Linked DNA regions of Bombyx mori: region 2 is linked to region 1. A link is a contact called in public Hi-C data. All regions are on one chromosome and are shown on one strand. Each heading gives the region's core, a stretch centred on a gene start, on an enhancer-like site or on the middle of the called end of the contact. The rest is flanking DNA. Distances are from core to core; before and after follow the strand shown. Region 1 overlaps LOC101744387 (cytosolic purine 5'-nucleotidase). Region 2 holds the start of LOC101744911 (BRISC complex subunit FAM175B).

Evidence for each region. Hi-C and Micro-C count contacts between places; a contact is called where the count stands out from the background.
Region 2: a contact with region 1 is called in a Hi-C map of whole pupa, with 8 times the contacts expected there. The contact joins the promoter of LOC101744911 here to the enhancer-like site in region 1. A contact is called at or near these places in 2 of 7 Hi-C or Micro-C datasets (midgut and whole pupa).

What each region holds. Positions count from the first base shown.
Region 1 is chr23:8,849,254-8,855,751 of ASM3026992v2, reverse strand. It overlaps LOC101744387 (cytosolic purine 5'-nucleotidase), which reads left to right. Exons shown (of 13, transcript XM_004932588.5): 7 at 985-1,261; 8 at 1,891-2,065; 9 at 4,852-5,074; 10 at 5,704-5,851; 11 at 6,311-6,465. Among protein-coding and RNA genes, the nearest start is that of LOC101746021, 17 kb to the right of the region's middle. Within about 2 kb of position 2,756, at least 6 of the 8 cell types and tissues checked have open chromatin away from gene starts, as enhancers often do.
Region 2 is chr23:8,883,831-8,890,328 of ASM3026992v2, reverse strand. It overlaps LOC101744911 (BRISC complex subunit FAM175B), which reads right to left and starts at 2,411. Exons shown (of 3, transcript XM_004932592.5): 1 at 2,068-2,411; 2 at 995-1,981; 3 at 1-750. The coding sequence starts at 2,151. The coding sequence ends at 628. LOC101744387 (cytosolic purine 5'-nucleotidase) reads left to right here and starts at 4,012. Exons shown (of 13, transcript XM_004932588.5): 1 at 4,012-4,526; 2 at 5,592-5,780. The coding sequence starts at 5,617.

The DNA.
Region 1 (6,498 bases), core at 1,507-4,006:
AATCAATAAATAAAATCGTTGTTTCGGCTCCGAAAACACTGATACCAGTCAGTCACTGCTGAGAAAGTTACTTGTGCATGTGAATCGATCGGTCCTGGTATGATAGCGTCATACGGGCTTGAAATAAATGTTATTATAGTGTAATTGGGACTTCGACCACACGTATTCACCACGTAGTAAGTAGACACCAAACACCAAAGTAACCACCACGTAGGTAGTTCAATAGTTGAATCGTGAAAGTATATAATATACATATAAATATCAAGAGGAAAAAACAATGAATCGAAGTTTCCGCCCCTTATTATTCATAAACTGGTATAGGCAGTGAATATTTATTTATTTACCTCATCATGCACTTCATAATGTTGATGAAAAGTATATGTTAATAAATGACCTTGATTTTTTATTAAGATATAATATGTAATCTACTAGATAATTTGAAGCGAATATATTGCAGTCCATGTCCTGTTGTTGATACATATTATATTATAATTATGTATCAATAGTATCGTTTTACATTTTAATTTGTTGTGACTTAGTTTTTGAAAATGTAATAAATGACGACTCAATTGATTTTTTTTTTGAATAAAATTGTTGTTCAAGATGTGGGTAGATCAAGTACTGAGCAAAATCGAGTATCGTGCAAATCGAAGACAGTCCGGTCTTAAATAGCTTTTCAGTTTCATTTTATACATTTATTCTTTTACATTTTCTTACTTGTAACTAATTAATCTTCATAGCGTTGTCGTAAATTATTATTTCATCATATCCATAATTTGGTATTTCTAAAACGAATTTTAATCGAAACATTTTAAAGCCTAAAATTCTTTGTTGTGTCATATGACCTTTTATTTTACCATTTTAAAAAAAATGATAAATCATTCGTGTCTCCAATTGCAATTAAGTCTATTTATTTTTCTGCTATGACTTGTTAATGTCGCCGGGAATTGAAGGAACTAATTAGACGTTTCTTTGATGTGACAGAGTTAAGACGGGAGTGAGATGCGGCGACCTAGCTATGTCCTTCAAATCAATCTTCCAAGATGTGCGAAATGCCGTCGACTACGTTCACATACACGGCGATCTCAAGAAGAAAACAACGGAAAACTTAGATTTGTACCTGAAGAAAGACGAAAGACTGCCAATGTTCTTGTCTAGGATAAGAGAAAGCGGAGCTAGACTGTTTATACTAACTAATAGCGATTACAATTTCACTGATAAAATCATGAATTACCTATTCGATTTCCCGCACGGTGCTAAGGTGAGTCCGGTTGATGTTTGTATCTGGGATTATCGATAATACATCGAGTTTGATATCGATATGTTAGATTGTAAATTTAAAATTCGTTATAGTCTTTTGGTATTTGTATATTAAGTAGTTTAGTTTTATTTTAACCTTTATATTTTAACCTTTTATTTTAATCGCGGAGAAGCGGATGTACGCGTTCCAGACGTTTTTTTTTTGGAATTTGGAAATAAATGTCTTTATTTATAGAGATATATCATTCGTGATTTAAATATAGTTGAAATTCGATGGTATTCAAATGTTTTACATGTGATAATTTACCTCTCAAATGTCGTGTTTTCAATTATATTTTTGAACGCTTGTCTTATACTTCAAACCGGAAGACTGATTGCTTCGCAACGGAAATAGGCAGGATGGTGGTATCTATCCGAGTCCGTTCACAATACGCCTCTATTGTCAGGAATGACGCAATTTTTTTTTTAAACTTTTTATATTTCTGACATTATAAAATAATATGTTAGTCACCTCATTCAGTCTTATTGTGTAAAAAAATATTGATTGATTCATGAATTTTCGTGCAAAACCCATTATCGATGAAATTCAAGCCATTTGATTAGTGTAAAACAGATTCTCTTTTATTTCAGGTCGGTGAGCCCCACCGGAACTGGAAGACTTATTTCGACTGGATCGTAGTGGACGCTAAGAAGCCTCTGTTCTTCGGCGAGGGAACCACTCTAAGGCAGGTCGACACTCGCACCGGCGCTCTGAAGATGGGACATCACGTAGGACCACTGCACGAGGGATCCGTCTATTCAGGAGGTAATTCTCAACAGCAATAGGGATCTTTTGAAATAATCGAATTGATTTATGTGTGTGTGTTTTTACGATTTCTTCAAGTGCTTACTACCCTCTAATATTTGAAAAAAATATCGAAATGAGTATCGTCACCAATATTTCAAATGAAATCATTGAAATCCGACCTAACTCTTCTAAAGTTTATTATTAAACTGCCAATACCCCTACAATTTATTTTTTTAGGAATCTCGAAGTGAACTAGTTATGTATGTATAGAGATATACGAGTATTTTGCAAACTGAGTTTCTCGCCGATCTTCTCAGTGGGTCGCGTTTCCGATCCGGTGGTAGATTCTGCGAAGCACTGCTGTTGCTAGGGTCAGTGTTAGCAACACTACGGTTTGAGCCCTGTGAGCTCACTACACGTCAATGAGAAGGTGAAATAGCCTCTCAAGGCTATCACTATAGGTAGGGAAAAAAAGAAACCAATAATGGCCTTTCTTCTGTCATGTCACAATGTACTACTAGGTGTTTTTTTCTTTCGTTCAAGCAGCTCATTCGGTCTTTGCGTTAAACACATATAGAAATAGAATTTGAATGTTTTGAACAGCTTTGTTTAAAGATAAGGATATTACCTTATATAAATGTAATTACACTAGCGTAACTGTGTAATCAATGTGTAGTACACGTGACGACGTACAGCGTCGAAACGTGGTTTCATATAATCGATTTGATGTTAATTCAGAACATACTAAGTTTCTATATATCTACTGTATGAACTTAGAGATGGGATCCGTCGAAGAAACACCGAAGGTCGATGACCCGAGGGGGGGGGTCTTCGCTTATATTTATAGAGCATTTATGGCTAATCGTTGTTACTTCTTATCAGCCCACAGACGTCCACTGCTGGACATAGGCTAATCGTTGCTACTTAGTGTAATTATATGATTCCATTATGTTGTAAGCACCCGTAACCGCGCCGGTTCCACATCCACGAGGAGCGGGTAGCCGTCGCCCGAATCGGCGTGGAAATTTATCATCACTCGGTTTAGAGCTCGTGGTCCGTCACACGCGATGACGTTGCGCTCGTAAAGCTTGCGCGATAATTTCGCGAAATAAGTTGAATCCGGTTCCCCAATGAACGTTTTGTGGAATCTATGGTAACACACGCATGTCTTTTCGCATTAAAAGTGTACAATTTCCAAAAATATTCGAAATTTAGTAAATATGCGGAACAATTTGGTATTACCAGTATTTTTCTCATAAATACTGTCAAAAGAGCGTAGTTCAGTTTTAGTTTTTTTAGTTTACCTATATTTTGACTACTATTAACAAAATTAACATATAATTTTATCTTACATTAAAATACAGATAATGTAACTGGTAAAAAATAAATATAAATGTGGCAAAGATGATTAGTATTAAAAATATCACAATGACATGTTAAACCTTTAAAACACTCTCCTGTAAAATTAGTAAGTTTTGAGATTATACCGTTTTAATGCGAGAAGACGATGTATTGTGACGTCGGTCTATCTGCTCAGAGGCTGATTCGAAAATAATTTTAATAATTATTTATTATATTATTATAATGATACTTCCACATTTGACGCCATTGCTGGGCTATCAAAGAAAAAGAAAAAAAAATGTTAATAATTTTTTGTTTTTAATTCGTGAAGTAATCGAAACCAGTGTTACGTCAGTTTGTGATAACATTGTAATTTTTCGGATTAAGACGACGCACGTATTGTGTGCGAACATTATCAGTGACCCTTTCAATGTTATCGGTACGATCTTGAAACTTTTACTCGATAAGGGTTGCCAATGTAGTTTTTATCTGTATTTTCAAGCGAAATAATAAAAATATATTTAAATTCAGTAAATAAATCCTTAAAACTTTGTGTCCTTTCATGTTTAGTAATAGAATTACAATATACTATATAATTATAATTAATAACACAATGGTTTATACTATTTTTAGTTAACGGGCGTAACCACGACAGTGACTAATGAAGGGAATGCAAACAACTGAATTTCCTTTTACCCAAAATACCAAGCGATATCAATATAAGAATATATATTATTAAACATAGTTACATCCACAGATTAAATAGACAACCGGACAAAAATAACGAAAAACGATATAAATTATTTATAAAAGATTCTCGTTTAATTATCTTTAAGACAACCCTGGTGTCGTCTTCTTACTTATCTACCAAGATTACATTCCGCACTATTAATGTCGAACGCATAATATTATACATAATAATATATAGACACGTTAACATTGGAGTACGGGAAACGGAAAATAACTGTCAATTTAATTCGCGGTGACTAAAAATAATTAGGGCCTTAGTACGACCAATCACTTTTTGATCCTATAGCTTCGCACTTAATAATATAAACTAGTGGGCCCCCGGTAGTCGAAATTCGACTATAGTTTATTGAAACTATAACTTTGTAATTATTATGATTCCATTGTCAAAGACTACTTCTACGAGTATAATCACATATTTCGCCAAGACTACACTTTAGATAAATATTAATAAAGACAAACAATACATACTTAATCTATTCTCAATTTGACCATAGACTATAACCAATAAGAAAAGTTTGTCAGTAAAGTAATGTATTTGATATGCATAATTTTAAAAAATATTAACATTCTGCATTCCTCTCTATTATCTATAAGTGTGGGAAATTTCATACTCCTCCGTCCGCGCCATTGTCGCACAAAGGGGTACAAACTTTTTGCTTCACGAATTAATATATAGATGTTATATGCTTAATATTTACACCTATCTTCTGTAGGCTCGTGTGACGTATTCACGGAGCTGATCAGCGCCAAAGGCAAAGACGTTTTGTACATCGGCGATCACATATTCGGGGACATCCTCAAATCGAAGAAAATCGGCGGCTGGCGAACCTTCCTCGTTGTGCCCGAATTGGTTCAGGAGCTCCACGTGTGGACCGACAAGTGCCAGTTGTTCGCGCAGCTGCAGACCCTCGACGTTCAGCTCGGCGATATGTACAAGTACGTATCGGTTTATATATCTTTTTTTTTTATTGCTTAGACGTGTGGACGAGCTCACAGCCCACCTGGTGTTAAGTGGTTACTGGAGCCCATAGACATCTACAACGTAAATGCGCCACACACCTTCAGACATAAGTTCTAAGGTCTCAGTATAGTTACAACGGCTGCCCCACCCTTCAAACCGAAACGCATTACTGCTTCACGACAGAAATAGGCGCGGTGGTGGTACCTACCCATGCGGACTCACAAGAGGTCCTACCACCAGTAATTACGCAAATTATAATTTGCGTGAGACAGCTCGTGTGCTGTGGAACGCTTATCCAGCGGCCTTAGACACCGAACGCGAGTGCTGCTGTCCATCTTGAGATGAGATCTTAAGAGTACAATTCAATTGGACGGCTATTATATCCTTCCAAATTATATTTGGGGTTTCCATGCGACCGAAATCAAAATAATCTGTACTGTAACATATAATCTGTTCGGTCTTACATTTGTAGTTTCCGTAAGTTGATTTCTTTCTATTAAACTTTTTCTTAAATTTTGAATAAATATTTTTTATTGCCTAAACAACTTTTTGCGCCTAGCGTATTGGCGTACAACTTTAAATGTATTTTTGTAAATTTATACAGAGACTTGGATTCGAGTACAAAAGAGAAACCGGATATATCCAAGCTCCGCATGTCGATACGCGACGTGACGCACAAGATGGATCTGGCGTACGGCATGCTCGGCTCGCTATTCCGTTCCGGTTCGAGACAAACCTTCTTCTCATCTCAGGTCAGTACCTAATATATGCTACCGCAGTACCTAGTATGCGCCGCCGCAGTACCTAGTATATGCCGTCATAATAGCTAGTATGCGCCTCCGCATTACCTACACAACGTGCACGTGTGTAAATACGTTTCCAGGTGACAAAATAAAAAACAAGTATGCAAAAATAATAATTTAATTGAAGTTTTTCACTATATACTTTAGGCATTGTTGTAATAAGGTCTATTTTACTTTTTGATTAGTCCTTTTGACTACTCGTTTACAAAGGATAATAGGTATCCATACAATACGATACGTTTTATCAATGTGTACGTACCGATGTACCGATTAGATCCGCGTATATAGGAATAGGGTCGCTTTAATCCAAGAATAGTGAAGGCGCGAATAAGGAGTTTTTACTGTACTTTTAGGTAAGACAAGCACAAGATGGCGACTTTAGCAGTGTAATGTTTATTATTGTTACAGGTGGTGAGGTACGCCGATCTGTACGCGGCTTCGTTCCTCAACTTGATGTACTATCCGTTCTGCTACATGTTCCGTGCGCCCGCCATGCTGATGCCGCACGAGTCTACGGTGGCGCACGAACAACGGTTCACCCTCGACACGCCGACCATTGACCGGTCAGTGTTCAACGATAACTAACCATTATTATT
Region 2 (6,498 bases), core at 1,162-3,661, 35 kb before region 1:
TTATTAATTCAATTTATTCATATAGACATTTTACAACTTTTACATAAATATTCATAAGTTCACTTAAAAATAAAGAAATAATTGAGACTCAAAAATAAAGAAATAATTGAGTTTGTGCTTGAATAAAAATAAAAACTTGAAAAAATTCCAAGAGAAAAATCAAGAGTATTTTTTTTCTCTTATATGCAAGAGAAAATGAAAACAAATTTGTTAGTCTGGGTTATATTCTTACAAAATGTATCATTTATTTTCCAAAAATTTAGAGTTTATTTATATTTACATTTATCTTAAACTCTTCTTTCTGCTAAAAATACAGTACAATAAACAATAGCTTACTTCCGTATAAAATCAATTATTCCCATGTCAAGTAGCATTTACAATAATCATTTTCACTATCAAAATTATTACAATATTTTTATAGATACCATAAGATATGTTGGTTGAAAACATATATTCAAGTTAATGTTGCATTGTATTCTGAAGACACATTATTGAGATTAAAGTTTTAAAAGTATACATGTGTTATTAATATAGTTAAGTAAATTATAGTAACCTATTGAAGTAATTGTGGTAACTGAACAATTGTTTATTGTAAAGGTTTAGTGTAAAGGATTTTAAGAAGGCACTTTAGTACTCTGGTGAACTATCACCAAAACACTTCACATCATTGTTTAAAACAATAGTCTTTTTTATATATCTTCTGTCTTCCACATCAAATGTAATTAAGTCTTCACTCATTGTAGTGTCTTTCTGGAAGAATAAATAAATAATTTTATTATTTTTTGTATTATATTTAGATTATCATAATCATTTTCAGTCAAGTAATTCAAGCAACTGCTAAGTATTACAGTAAGTAACTACATACTAACTACAGTGGGTAGGCATACTTTTACGATTTGTCGGGAGACAGAGAAGAAATTTGTGAGCTAATGTTATACACACATAATATTTTAAAATCTATTGGAAATTTTTGGGATGGTCATACTATACTTACACTTGTTGATGGCATGTCACTTCTATTTTTTAGAGCTGCTGCATAATTGAGTATTTGCTTTGTTGGACTTGTAGTTATTAAGCATGGACTTGGGTTTCGATCACTGGGAACATCATCCACACCTGCTGTACTTTCTCCTTGTGCCGATTGACCGCTAGTCGATGCCATATTTTTGAGATTGTTGATGGTCATCATATCTAGTTTTTGTGGTGCTTTCAAGGCTTCCGCACAAGCTTTAACCATATCAGCTTTCTGTCTCTGAGTCTCTTCTTCAATCATTTTACTATATGAAGCATACAATTCTACTGACTGTTTGTCGGTCAAAATAGAAGTCATTTGTTTTATTTCTGCCTGAAGTTCCCTGATTGTGCTTTCATTTTTTGCTGCAATTTTTGCTTCCATCATCAACCTAACATCAACTGCTTCTTGTATGCTCAGTATTGCTTCAGTTGTGTTTGTATTCTGAACATTTGTTTCTTTTACAATTTTATTGAATACACAATTTGCTGGTAGTTGATGTGCTCTTTTGTAGCCTGTTACTTTTTCACCTAAATTACCTGTGACATCTTCAATATATTCATACATATCAAAACAATTGATTTTTCCAAATCTGTAAGTAAATGTGTGGGTTGATGCAGCAGAAGATGTTCTGTTTGTTAGATTGCAAGTTACAAATGTTTTCTTCCCATGATATTTTTCAAAGTATTTTTGTAGACCTTTTGCAATTAACTTATCTCGAAATGTAGGTTTGATGTTGGTATTCTTTCTATATTTGTACCATCCAACAATTTCTTTGGCAGTATTAGAGAGTAATTCAGACAACACTTCTTCTTTTATTCTTCCAGTTGGAAAATAGAAAAGTGACACCGAAGGCAGCGGTAATACAGTTCTAATAACGATTTGAGTATCAAGCCTTGCATTATCACTTTGAGAGTCTGATATGTGATTGGTTATTTGAGATGTTATATCTCCAACTAGAAAACCTTCCTGAGAACATATAAAAAATTTGAGATTCAATTTATTACGTACCTAAAACTACATTGAAACATAATTAATTACTAAAAAATGTGTACCTGACTGCATCCTGAATTTACACATTCATATAACAAAAATGACAGTGCGGTGCCGCTAAGCGACACCTTTTCTGTGTAAGCCATATCTATATTAAGGACTAAGTTTAATTATTATTTCTACGATTGTTACATTACACAACAGTTATCATTATATATGGTTAATTGTTTAATGAGCTAAACAAAATCATTAGCTGCAACCATAGATTATACACGCTGCAACTGTTGACGAGACGTCTGTGGTCACGTGATGTCGTCTGTGACATTGACATTGCTCCCTTTGCTTCCCTTGCTTGTTGTTTGAAACAAACGGAAGTTAGCTCATACAATCCAAACTAATGAATGAAAATTGCTACAGGACAGAATTAAACCAATTTAATTGATCTGAAATTACAAGCATTGAACGGTTAAATTTGAGGGGATTGGGTTCTGTAGGTTGATGAGGGGCTATTTAAAAACACACTGCTTCATTATAATTATATTGCAGATAGTTTGAACACTTTTACACCATTATAAATTTATTATCTATATATTTTTATAAAACGCTTACATGTTGCTTTGACCGTATCTAGATGAGAAGTACTGACATTTTCTTACGAGAAGACAATCATCTGTTTTTAAACATTTAAAATAATTCTAATATTCGAAATCTGTAATCTGTTGCCTGCCCTTACATTTATATTCAAACTCCAACAACAAGAAATGGATTTAAAAAAAGTTATATAAAACCAGGCTTTCTCTTAGTGATAAGGTTAGAAGTTACTAGAAGATCAAGCTCCTTTTTGAAAAAACCCGGAAACCTATGTCCAGAAAATTTCTTTTAATCCTCCTCACGTCTATACTTCAACAGATTCAAAATAAGATACTAATTACTATTATTAAACTGACCTAAAAAGACATTAAGTTAACAAAATAAAAAATTAACGTAGCCTCACTACTAGCGATGCTGCCAAAAAGAGCTAGGCATTAGACAACTTAAACAATAAAGATTTAAATTTCTTCTAATATTTTAATAGTTTTTTACGCAAAGTTGAAATTTTCTTAAAAATAACAGCATTTTAGTTTCACTGCAAATCATTATTCTGGATTCCGTAAGAAATTTTAATTGTTCATTAGTATAGTAATGTATCATATTACTACTACTACCCACATAAAGACGGTACGCGGCCGTGCCGCCTTCATACTAGGACGCCTCTACCCGATGATATGCAGGCGAAGTAAAATGTCCCTTAGAAATAAGGTGACACTCTACAAAACTTGCATACGCCCCGTCATGACCTATGCAAGTGTGTTCGCTCACGCGGCCCGCACTAACTTAAAATCATTCCAAGTCATTCAATCCCGTTTTTGCAGAATAGCCGTTGGAGCTCCGTGGTTCGTCAGGAACGTCGACCCCATGACGACCTGGACTTAGAGCCCATTAGTAAGTATCTGCAGTCGGCGTCGATGCGCCACTTTGATAAAGCGGCACGACACGAGAACCCTCTCATCGTGGCCGCCGGTAACTACATTCCTGATCCTGCGGAAAGAATGGAAAGCAGTCGACGTCGCCCCAAGCACGGTTTACTGGTGGTAGGACCTCTTGTGAGTCCGCAGGGGTAGGTACCACCGCCCCGCCTATTTCTGCCGTGAAGCAGTAATGCGTTTCGTGACTATACTCAGACCTTAGAACTATATCTCAAGGTGTGTGGCGCATTTACGTTGTAGATGTCTATGGGCTCCAGTAACAACTTAACACCAGGTGGGCTGTGAGCTCGTCCACACATGTAGGCAATAAAAAAAATAAAAAAAAGCACGTCATTTCGGATCCTCCCGATCCACTAACGGTGCTTTTGGGTACCTCAAGCATCGGTCATCGTTCTTGTCGAACCCGTCGCTTACGACGAAGGGCTCGACGAGTAAATTAACTCTCAGACACAGCCCACTGAGTTTCTCGCCGGATCTTCTCAGTGAGTCGCGTTTCCGATCCGGTGGTAGATTCTGCGAAGCAAGGCTCTTGCTAGGGTTCGTGTTAGCAACGTCATCAGGTTTGAGCCCCGTGAGCTCACCTACTAGTTAAGGCGACGCTGATATAGCCTCTCAAGGCTATCAGCTTAGGTATCAAAAAAAAAAAACTACTATTACTACTTTTGTAACTATAGATATAGTTCCAGAATAGTATAAATTGTAAATTAAATTGAAAACTTTTGTAATGAAAAATAACATTTATAATCACCTATACAATCACAACCAATTTCAAATAAATTAAGTGGATATCTGGCACAAAATGTATTTATGATTTAGTAATAATTAATGAAGATTTACCTAAAAGACAAGAATCCAGGACAGAACGTAACTGAAAAATAAACATATGTCAAATAATTGCGAGAAATATTCAAATTCAATATTTCAAAAGAAAATCTCGGTCTTTGGAAGGTGGTAGCCGAGGATTGTAAAAATTTTATTCCATATATTTGCAAGCGGTGGGTATTTGAAATTTTCTTCTTAATCCGTAATCAAACCATTTACGTAACTAAAAAAATAAGATTTTTACTATATAAGTTATCATGAGTCATTGAAATGTCCACTTCTAAAATTAGTTGCGCGGTGCTCGTAACAATTTTGATAGAAGCGCACATTTAAATTTACGACGACAAAAATATTAAATTATGTTTATTGTATATTTAAAAACATTAATACTACAGTATCGTTTCTGGCCATAATTGAAATATTTTTAAAGGAGCTTTTTTAATTGTAAATAAACACTTCTTGTATAATCTCGTGTACTCTACAATATTATTTATTCAGTAAACTAGCGATTTTATGAATCAATAATATTTTAAAAAAAATTAGGCATATAAATGAACACTTATTTGCATTTCATATGTGCACTGTTTAGTAAATTAGGCTATTGCTTTCTTTCATACAAAAGATTCTTTTTTGTCTTCGTCAGCTATAAATCATGTTAATAAATGGTCAACAGTTTTATTTGAATTTTCTTGTGTTTATCAATTAATTAATACAAGAATGAGACATCTATCTCACTTGTGTAGTTTTGATGATTTTAAAGAATTTGTAATTATTTACTTGAAGAAGCCAAAGTTTGTTGTGGGTAAATAAAAAATATATATAATAAAGAGTATGTTTAAACAGTGTAAAGTGGGTTCAAAAGTAAAGACCCAGGGAGAGTAGCAAATCCCCCTCAAAAACGAATATTTAAGAATTTAAACCAAATGCCATAAATAAATTATTGTTAATTTACGTATCAAATATATGAATGAATATTTCGTATATTCATTCGGTGAATCAGAATCAAAATTGGGATTTTCTCCCTTGAAATATATAGATCAAAACAATAAATAGTACTCTAATGACTAATGAGCAGGGCACTCTTGAGGCTAGAATGAAAATATGAATCTGTAAAACTAAACATAGATAGATTATTGTATAGTGATATATTATTATGAAATATGTAATCATGATAAGTCATAATTATCAGCATCGTAAACATTATCACAAAACTGGCTTCATTTTCATGTTTGTTACAGGTACAGTACTTAATAAAAACAGTGCATGTTCAGATGTACTATAAATTTTTTGAAAATAAACAATTATCAAAGACTTAACATAATTTTTAATTCTAAATTTAAAATGGATGTTTGTAAGGAAAACGAGTGCCTGACTCTTCAAGATAAAAATATTATGTCCAAGAAATACTATCGTCGTGTTGAACACAGGTAAGCCCTTTTGCTAATATCTACATTTTGCTTTTTTTTGCATTGATTCTATTGTCATGTTAGAAAAGTATCTAAATCTATATTGACAATACGTTAGTTAAAACCACCAGGTAAACTGCAAACTTGTCAGCTTAATTTTGGTCACAGAAAAAAAAAATGTTTACAAAGTTGAGTTGTCAATGTAAGTTGATGTCGAGAAAGTGCTTTCCAAGTTTTAGCTATGAAAATTCTGTGAGAAATTGTTTTATATTCTAAGGATTTCTATTGTAATATAACACGACTCACAATCAAGGTAGAGTTCATCTCTACCAATGCTGGAAATATTTACAATGACCCTCCAGGAACCTTTACTACCACATTTCAACAGGTTTTGAAGTAGACTCCCCTCCTCTGTGTTCTTCTCTACTTTCCCTATCCTTATAACACATATTAACTAAATTAATCCAATGCTAACATGTCATTTGCTATGACTGCCTATGAACAAGCATTATTATTATTGATTTATGATCAAATTTAGTGTAAAATTTGGAAGATTTATGTACTTAAAATTTCACTATACTAAAATTGATGAATTCATATGTTAAAACAAACAAATTGAGCTTGAACTCCATAAAAATATCTATACAATAAAAAAAAACGTATTTTTAAAGACTGCTTATTGTCAGCCGATCTAGGCTTTTAAACAATTTAAGTAGTATGCGATAAGATTTTCATGTCA